2 separate regions of the Zea mays genome follow, and region 1 is linked to region 2. The links are chromatin contacts, called in public Hi-C maps. All regions are on one chromosome and are shown on one strand. Each heading gives the region's core, a stretch centred on a gene start, on an enhancer-like site or on the middle of the called end of the contact. The rest is flanking DNA. Distances are from core to core; before and after follow the strand shown.

The links. A called contact is a pair of places that touch in the nucleus more often than the background predicts.
Region 1: a Hi-C map of endosperm shows a contact between it and region 2, with 6 times the contacts expected there. The contact joins the promoter of LOC100280367 here to the enhancer-like site in region 2. A contact is called at or near these places in 7 of 25 Hi-C or Micro-C datasets (ear, endosperm, leaf and 2 more) and 1 of 3 datasets of contacts at active chromatin or transcription factors (leaf).

The regions. Positions count from the first base shown.
Region 1 is chr8:77,534,026-77,538,615 of Zm-B73-REFERENCE-NAM-5.0, forward strand. LOC100280367 reads left to right here and starts at 3,154. Exons shown (of 5, transcript NM_001361064.1): 1 at 3,154-3,377.
Region 2 is chr8:77,498,763-77,503,246 of Zm-B73-REFERENCE-NAM-5.0, forward strand. No RefSeq gene overlaps it. Among protein-coding and RNA genes, the nearest start is that of LOC100280367, 36 kb to the right of the region's middle. Within about 2 kb of position 2,444, at least 18 of the 20 cell types and tissues checked have an H3K27ac peak or open chromatin away from gene starts, as enhancers often do. A contact at or near this core is called in ear, endosperm, leaf and 2 more, where this site is marked.

The DNA.
Region 1 (4,590 bases), core at 1,904-4,403, 36 kb after region 2:
CTAACAGAAGCCTAGCAACAGAAAATTTCGGCAGCACCTCCCCTGCACGGGGAGGTTTCAAAATCCTGCAAATAAAACTATCAGCACGATGGCTGACATCCACGCATAATTCAACGGCACGATGGCCGGCAATCCACAATACTACATATTAACCTAATCATGCACGTATATAATTAACTTAATATTAAAACTAATCATTTCATATAAATCATACACGTATAACATAAATCAAGTAATCACCTTAGAGGTTTCGACACGGGCGAGGCGACGGGGCGCGGGCGAGACGACGGGTCGCGGGCGAGGCGCCGGGCGGGCGAGGGCACAGCGGGGTCACGGCGAGGAGTGCGGCGGGGGCACGGGCGGGGGCGGTGGGCGAGGCCGCGGCGGGGGCACGGGCGAGGGCAAGGGGTTAGGCAAGGGGCACGACGACGGGCGAGAGCGCGACACGAAGAGGGGCACGGCACGGCGAGCGCGAGGGCGAGCGCGGGCACGGCACGACAAGCGCGGACACGGCACGGCGAGCGCGGGCACGGCGGGCGCGGCTGCGGCGTCGTGGGCGCGAGGGCACGGCGGGCGCGGCTTCGGCGAGCGCGAGGGCGAGCGCGGGCGCGTGGCGGCGGCACGGGAGCGCGTGCGGGCGAGGGCGCGCGGCGGCGGCGGGCACGGGAGCGCGCTCGGGCGAGGGCGCGCGGATGCGGCGAGGGAGCGCGCACGGGCGCGCGGCGGCGGCGCGGGCGAGGGGGCACGGCGGCGGCGCGGCGCGGGCGCGAGGAACGGCACGGCGGCGGCGGCAAGGGAGCGGCGACGGCGAGGGCGCGGCGGCGTTGAGTAAGTGAGAGAGAGAGTGAGGAAGATGCCCGCTGGCCGTTGTATGTAGGGCGCTTTGCCGAGTGCCCGTGATCTGGCACTCGGCAAAGTTTTTTTTTTAATTTTAAAATACGCTTTGCCGAGTACCAGATCGCTGGCACTCGGCAAAGCCGGGCGACACTCGGCAAAGACTCTTTCCCTATTCTTTGCCGAGTGCCACACAGCTGGCACTCGGCAAAGGAAGCTTTGTCGAGTGTCTTATTCAGACACTCGGCAAAGTATATTTTTATTTTTTTGATTTTGTCTCCCAAATTTTTTGTGGTATGTTCCTACACTATGTAGACCTACATGTATCATTTGTGGACAATTATAACATAGTTTTCAATCGTTAGTAGATTTAGTTCGTTTTTTTGAAATTCTTCGGAAAATTCAAATTTGAACTGCAGGTCACTCGAAACTTGGAAAACCGTGCATGAAAAAATGATATTCATGTTACTTAGCATAAGTTACGACCGATTTCAGATGTGTACCGGAAACTTCGAGCAACATGCTCACTAAACATGGCCGTCAACTTGGCATGCACATGTTTAAAAATTGTATAAAACACAAACAAAGTCAAAAAATCATGAAACTTGTCCACGTGTCATGATATCATATGTAGAGGCTGTGATAAAAATTTTAGAATGTTTGGAGAAAGTTGTGAGACACTATGTGTAGAAACCTAAGAGGACTACACATGAAATCATAGAGTTTCAATGTGAATCTAGAAGGTTTCTACACATAGTGTCTCACAACTTTCTCCAAACATTCTAAATTTTTTTATCACAGCCTCTACATATGATATCATGACACGTGGACAAGTTTCATGATTTTCTGACTTTATTTGTGTTTTATACAATTTTTAAACATGTGCATGCCAAGTTGACGGCCATGTTTAGTGAGCATGTTGCTCGAAGTTTTCGGTACGCTTCTGAAATCGGTCATAACTTATGCTAAGTAACATGAATATCATTTTTTCATGCACGGTTTTACAAGTTTCGAGTGACCTGCAGTTCAAATTTGAATTTTCCGAAGAATTTCAAAAAAACGAACTAAATCTACTAACGATTGAAAACTATGTTATAATTGTCCACAAATGATACATGTAGGTCTACATAGTGTAGGAACATACCACAAAAAGTTTGGGAGACAAAATCAAAAAAATAAAAATATACTTTGCCGAGTGCGAGCTGCGTGGCACTCGGCAAAGAAGCATCTTTGCCGAGAGCCGACGGTTGGCACTCGGCAAATACTAACGGCCGTCAGCTTTGGGACGGCTGCTGACGGCTTTTTGCCGAGAGCTCCCTTTGCCGAGTGTTTGACACTCGGCAAACTCGTCTTTGCCGAGCGCTGTCCTCTGCCGAGTGTTCAACACTCGGTAAAGAGTCTCTGTGCCGAGAGCCTGACTTTACCGAGGGCGGCTCTCGGCAAAGAAGGCTTTGCCGAGTGCCCGACAAAAGGCACTCGGCAAAGAATCCAACACTCGACAAAGACTCGGATTCCGGTAGTGATATATCGTGTGGTGGATATCATGTAACACCTCGACTACTTTCGGACCGATAGTACTTACTCCTGACAGCCTCTAGGATCATAGCATATCGCTACAGACTAACACTAGACAGGCTCTAGGATCATAGCCTATCTCCACAGACCAGCACGAGTCTTTTGTGTGCGCACCCAAGATCCCAATAAGACTTCTTGGTCGGTCACCCATACAAAGATTGCTCTGGGCCAAACATACTTATACTAGATTTCAAAATAAGCTTATGAAAAAAGAAGATGTATCTTATTGATATGATTATTCTATCAATAATACTATTAACTCTTGGATCATAATATCACGTCTCATCCGTGCTATGCCCAGTGTGATCGCCGGCATGGGCCACACTCTCTTGGTACCCGTTGTATTTTGGCATTGTTGGTTTGTTACGCAATGATAAGGATTAACTTAAAAAGTAAGATTTTTTAAAATTTTAGAAACACTATTAAAAATGCTGACATCAGGGAAATTAGACCGTGCTACTCCTGGGATGTGTAGGTGTAGTATATATTATTGAGAGAAGTGCGAACTTTATAGGAATGGCCGTCACAGTGCATGTCATGGTCGGACCCTGCCAGCGCCCGGTCAAATCGTCCCCGTTCCGTCCGCTCTGATTTCGGCCTTTTTTGCACCGGGCACCCCGGAAAAGTACCGAAATCCCGCCCCCGGGCGCGGCACCGCCCGCCGTGCTGCTGTTCCGTTCCGTTCCGTTCCGTTCATCTCCTCCTTATAATCCTCCTCCTCCGCCCGTCGCCTGCCGCACCGCACCCGCCCCGGCCTCCTCCGCAGTCCCATGAGCCAGGCCGCGCCCGTGGCGAACCCTGCTCGCGCCGCGCCTGCCCATTCCCCCTCCGCCCCCGTCGGCCACCGGGCCGCCTCGCCCGCCCGGCGCCCGCGCGGAGCCACAGGCGTCGGCGCCACAGCCGCCCGCTCCCCTCTGCCGCCGGTGCCCGGAGTGCAGATCCGTCTGACCGCGCCGCCGCCGCTCTCGGTAAGCAGCCCTCCCCTCCGAGGACTGACCCACTCGTTTCTGGCTGCTTCTTCTGTTTCGTCGCTGCTGTGAGGTGACTGTACGCAATCAAATTCAAACCCTTCTTCCTGTGGGCTGCTCATGGCGCCCGCCGAAACTCATCCCTCCCAATTTCAATCTATGCTACAGGCTACTGGTACTGTCTATGTTCTCCGTACCTTTTCTTTTCGGCTAAAAAAAATCGAGATTCTCTCTCTCTTGAAAGCCACAAACAAGAAACGCCGGCGGTGGGGATCGGCCGGCCCCTCTAGAATTCTACCAGATGCCCAGCCTTTCAGCCGCTTGGTTTCTGCCGATTCCCTTGGCGGTTAAAAAAGGTTTTCCTCCAAGTATCTCTGGTGACCGAGCTACTAAAAAGGGCTCATGCGTTTTGCTCTCGCAGGTTGACTCGCGCGCTGATTCGCCCATGGCGGATTGCCGGCACAAATTCACCGCATATATTCTTTACTCCTCGCCTCTTTCGTGTTGCTGTTGCCTCCATGAGCAGCTTTTATTTTTTTTAAGGGAAATTTGGATCCATACCATTAAAAGATCACCACTTTGGATCCATACCATTACAATGACATGTAGGGTCCATGGTATATATCTAAAGTTTGAATCTTTTAATGGTATAGATCCAATTGTTCCTTTTTTAATAACAGTTATAAAGAAAACAGCAGCCTTCCCACAGATTGTTCGCTCGCTAGCTCGCACCTGGACTCAACAGGCGAAGCACGCATGTTTCTATCCCTCTGCGGCAATGCTTGCACAGTGAGCTCTGTGGATTTGCACCTGTTTTTAGCTAGTACCAGGTGCAGCGAGCCGTGCGGCAATTACTCTGCGCGTTCCTCCGTCCATGGTGGGTTCCTGTTCGGCCCGGCCCGGAAGGCTGCCCCCTCCCCATGCCTTTCTGGGCATCTCCTGGCTCTTGCTCGCCCTTCTCTTCACAGCAGCACCAGCAACAGCACCATGTTCTTGGCTTCTTCTTTGTGCCTCAGGGACCCTACTTAAATATTCCAGCTCAACAGCCACCAGCATGTTTTTTTCCTTCTTCTTTTTGGGAAACCAAAAAAACCATCCCTATGGATGGTTGGCCAAGTATTTCACGAAAGAAATCATGTCAACAAGACCGATGTGTAAAGGGCAGGCCGTGCTAGAGTGGTCACTGCACTGGTGGTAGGTTGTATTGCTAGTC
Region 2 (4,484 bases), core at 1,194-3,693:
GTCCGTAGGTCGAGACGGCCGTCAGTCTGTCCCAGGGCGACCGCATATGGTACCTCGGAGGGTTGGTACATGCCTCTATGAAGGCTTCCACCGAAGCGAGGTCGCTTGGTGGGTCGAAGCTGAATCCAAAAGGCACGAGATGGGAATCGGTCGGTACCTCTTGGTCGACGGGCGGTGACGAAGTCACGTCAGGGGCGGACTGCACCGTTGTCTCACGTACGAGGGAGACGCCTAGCAAGTCCTTCGCGAGCATGCTGGCGTCGTTCGTCTGCTTGGGGTTGGCGTGTTGCGGGGAAACGGCGCTCATCTTCGTCTCAGACGCAAGGTCGAAGCCCGACGTGTCCCCCACTGGGGCGCCGGCGTCGTCGACTTGCTTGACAGCCGACGAGGTGTTGCCTCCTGCTTGGCCATGGTTGCCCCGCCTCCTTCTCCGTCGGTGGGGGAGGTGACTGGACAAACCCGGATGTTGTTCTTCCGCCATGTGGGGAAGACGTTGTTGATTCCGCCGCCGGCGGGCGGGCTGACAGCCGCCATTGTCGCTGTCGCGCGGCGGAGGGAGTATCATGTCGTAGCTGCCGTCGAGGGACATGAACTCAAGACTCCCGAAACGGAGCATCGTCCCGAGTTGGAAAGGTTGCTGGAGACTACCCATCTGAAGCTTGACGGGAAGCTGTTTGTCAACACGCAGCAGTCCCCTACCTGGTGCGCCAACTGTCGGCGTTTCGACCCCGGGGGTCCCTGGACCGACGAGTAAATTGTCGCTGCGTGTCCCAGCCCAAATGGGTCGGCGCGAGACGGGACACAAAGGGGGGAGAACAGTAAGGGGAAACCGCGGCCTTCGTGTTGTCCTGCGCCCAGGGCGGATGGATGCGCTTGCAATAGGGGGTTACAAGTGTTCGCGTGGGAGAGAGAGAGAGGGAGAGAGCCTTCTGCGTCGGCCCGTTCTCCCGCGTGGCCAACCTTCTCGTACGAGAGCCCTAGACCTTCCTTTTATAGGAGTAAGGAGAGGGTCCAGGTGTACAATGGGGGGTGTAGCAGTGTGCTAACGTGTCTAGCAGAGAGGAGCTAGAGCCCTAAGTACATGTCGTCGTGGCAGTCGGAGAGGTTTTGGCACCCTGTTCATGTGATGTCATGGCCATCGGAGGAGCGCTTGGGTCCTGTGGAAGGACAGCTGTCGGGGTTGTCGGATCCTTGCTAACGTCTCCTTGCTTCCGTAAGGGTCTGAGAGCCGCCGTCGTCATGGAGCACGCGGGGCGCCATCATTACTTGTTTACCGGGGCGAGCCAGATGGGACACCGATCTTGTTCCCCGTAGCCTGAGCTAGCTAGGGGTAGGGTAATGATGGCCTTCCTTGTGACGTGGCGGGTCCGAGCCCGAGGTCGGGCGAGGCGGAGGCTCCTCCGAGGTCGAGGCTGAGTCCGAGCCCTGGGGTCGGGCGAGGCGGAGTTTGCCTTCCGATGTCGAGGCTGAGTCCGAGCCCTGGGGTCGGGCGAGGCGGAGACCGTCTTCCGAGGCCGAGGCTGAGTCCGAGCCCTGGGGTCGGGCGAGGCGGAGTCCGTCTTCCGGGGTCGAGGCTGAGTCCGTCTTCCGGGGTCGAGGTTGAGTCCGAGCCCTGGGGTCGGGCGAGGCGGAGCTTCCCATGGCGCCCGAGGCTGGACTTAGCTGCTGTCAGCCTCACTCTGTCGAGTGGCACAGCAGTTGGAGCGGCGCAGGCGGCGCTGTTTTCTTGTCAGGTCGGTCCGTGGAGCGGCGAAGTGACTGCGGTCACTTCGGCTCTGTCGACTGAAGAGTGCGCGTCAGGATAAGGTGTCAGGCGATCCTTGCATTAAATGCTCCTGCGATACGGTCGGTTGGCGTGGCGATCTGGACAAGGTTGCTTCTCTGCGAAGACTGAGCCTCGGGCGAGCCGAAGGTGTGTCTGTCGCTTGAGGGGGCCCTCGGGCGAGACGTGAATCCTCCGGGGTCGGCTGCCTTTGCCCGAGGTTGGGCTCGGGCGAGGCGAGAACGTGTCCCTTGAGTGGACTGAGCCTTGACCTTAATCGCGTCCATCAGGACCTTTGCAGCTTTGCGCTGATGGGGGTTACCAGCTGAGATTAGAAGTCTTGGGGGTACCCCTAATTATGGTCCCCAACAGTTATGTTTTATATTGTCATGAATATCTGTATTTCATTTTTTGGGGGGATTAAAATGCAACTAAAAAAAGCCAAATATTCTAACAATCTATGCATCTGACATATATGGGGCACACCTGTTGGAAGTACGAGAGAGGGCTGGTCGGCTTTTCAAATTTATTCCAGTATATGATTGATGTTAAGAAATCAAGCCCTTGGTGAGGTCTAGCAGCATTGGGCTTGATGGGCTTTAGCACGCAGGCCGGGACGGACGTATTAGCATAGCAGCCCATGAGCTCTTTGGTGAGAGAGCGCGTCGGCGGCCGCAACACACCACCGGGACCGACGACAAAATAGATGTCCTGTCCGGCTGCGCCCCGTGCAGTTGGATTGGATCAGTCTCTAGCCGCCGTGCCGGGCATCGGAGTTTCCGTTGGAGATCGAGAAGCGGCAGGGCTAGCTACAACATCGTCATGCCCTGTCTGGCTTTTTCGGCTTGATCCGGCGGCTGGTTGGTGTCTTGTCGTACTAATAACTCCTAGTCAGCTAGCGTGATTACGACACCTACCCATCGCGCCCCCTCATCTTCGTCGTCTAGCTAGCCAGCCAGCTACTAGGGCCGGTACCAGGTCAGGATGTGTACTGTACCTTGTAAGGGCTTGTTCGGTTAGCTCTCAATCCATGTGGATTGAGCGGGATTGGATGGGTTTGAATCCCAAACAGCTCAAACTTCTTCACAATTTTTTCCAATCCCATCCAATCCATGTGTATTGGGAATAACCGAACAAGCCCTAAGGGGGTGTTTGGTTACTCCTGCTAAAGTTTAGCCCGGGTCACATCAAGCATTTGACTTTTAAATAGGAGTATGAAATATAGACCCAACCAACTGGACTAGATTCGTCTCGTCTTTTAATCTTCGGCTGACAAATTAGTTTTATAATCCGACTACATTTAATACCCGGAACGGAGGTTCAATCATTCGATGGGACAGGGGCTAAATTTTAGTTTGGGGTAACCAAACACCCCCTAAGTGAAAGTTGTTGAATATATGACCAGAGTCATCATCAATCATGCATGATATGCCGATGAGATTAGAGATTGCTGACAGTAATCAAAAGTAGCATGAATATGATATGAGTTTAAAATATCACCAGCTGCACATGTTAATCTATTATATTGTATTATTGGCGCTGTATGTTGCTGCTTTGCTTTGCTACTTTTGATTGATGTTGGTGCTATATATAACCCATATATTGCAGTTATTATAAGTAACAGTAGGAATAAAGTGGTCAACAATGCGTGGTCAATTGTTAGTAATTACGGCTTGTCTTGGCCAAAGTGGTCAACAATATAATAGGGTCAATTGTTAATAATTACGGGTAGCTTTTTCTGAGTGTTGCGTTACTATTTACCTATGCCTTCAGCCTTGCACTACTGACTGCAAATGCTAAAGTAATTATTGCACATGTCCCCGCCTATTCATCTCTCGTATACATACATATGATCAGGAATATCAACTCGATCGTATCTTTCATTCGGAACATGAGGCCCTACATACAATATTGTTGGCATCATGATGTTTCAATAATTAATCAGCGCAGCGTATGTAGGCACTGTATATATAGTTGTATCCTTTCATTTCATTATCGGAACCTGCAGGGAATCGTTTGTGACAGGTGGCAATACCAGCGCACGCACGTGATTCATGCGCTTCAACTCTCCTACCGCAATACAGCAAAAGGCTGAAGCCCCAATCAGTAATCAAAGATAATTAAGGCTTGGTTTGGGTACTCTAGGAATGAGACGGATTGAAGTGGATTGAGATGTATTAGGGGAGTTTTTGATCTATTGGGGATTTAAACACTCTTCAATCCCTCTAAACCACTTCAATCCAAGAGTACCCAAACTAGGCCTAAGTATGTTTACAGCCCTCTATACTATATATACTAGCAGCTTTGACCAGCTATATATTGAAAAGACGGTTGCAGTTTCTTGGTGGTTAACGCCAAACAAAACAAACATTGAGTGCAGAACACACATTGAGCTGAGGGTAGCAAAACATGCCCTAGCTACCGTACTTAGAGAATTAAGCACATGCATGCTGCGCTCCGTCTCCTGGGTACGGTCTTGTGGACAGCATGCATGCAGCTGGAGAGATCGATCGATCGCTAGTACTAGTACGTACGTGTGATGAGCACACACAGACACTCACACAGGACCATGCAGAGGCAGGTGGCCATCCTTGCGGCCGGCCGGGCAGCAGGTAAGCATCGCGCATCTCGCATCTGATCCGATTTGACGCCTCATTAGTGCACTTGAATCCGACAGCTTCTTCTCTCTTACGCCAATATAATCAGTGGCGGAGGACTAAAA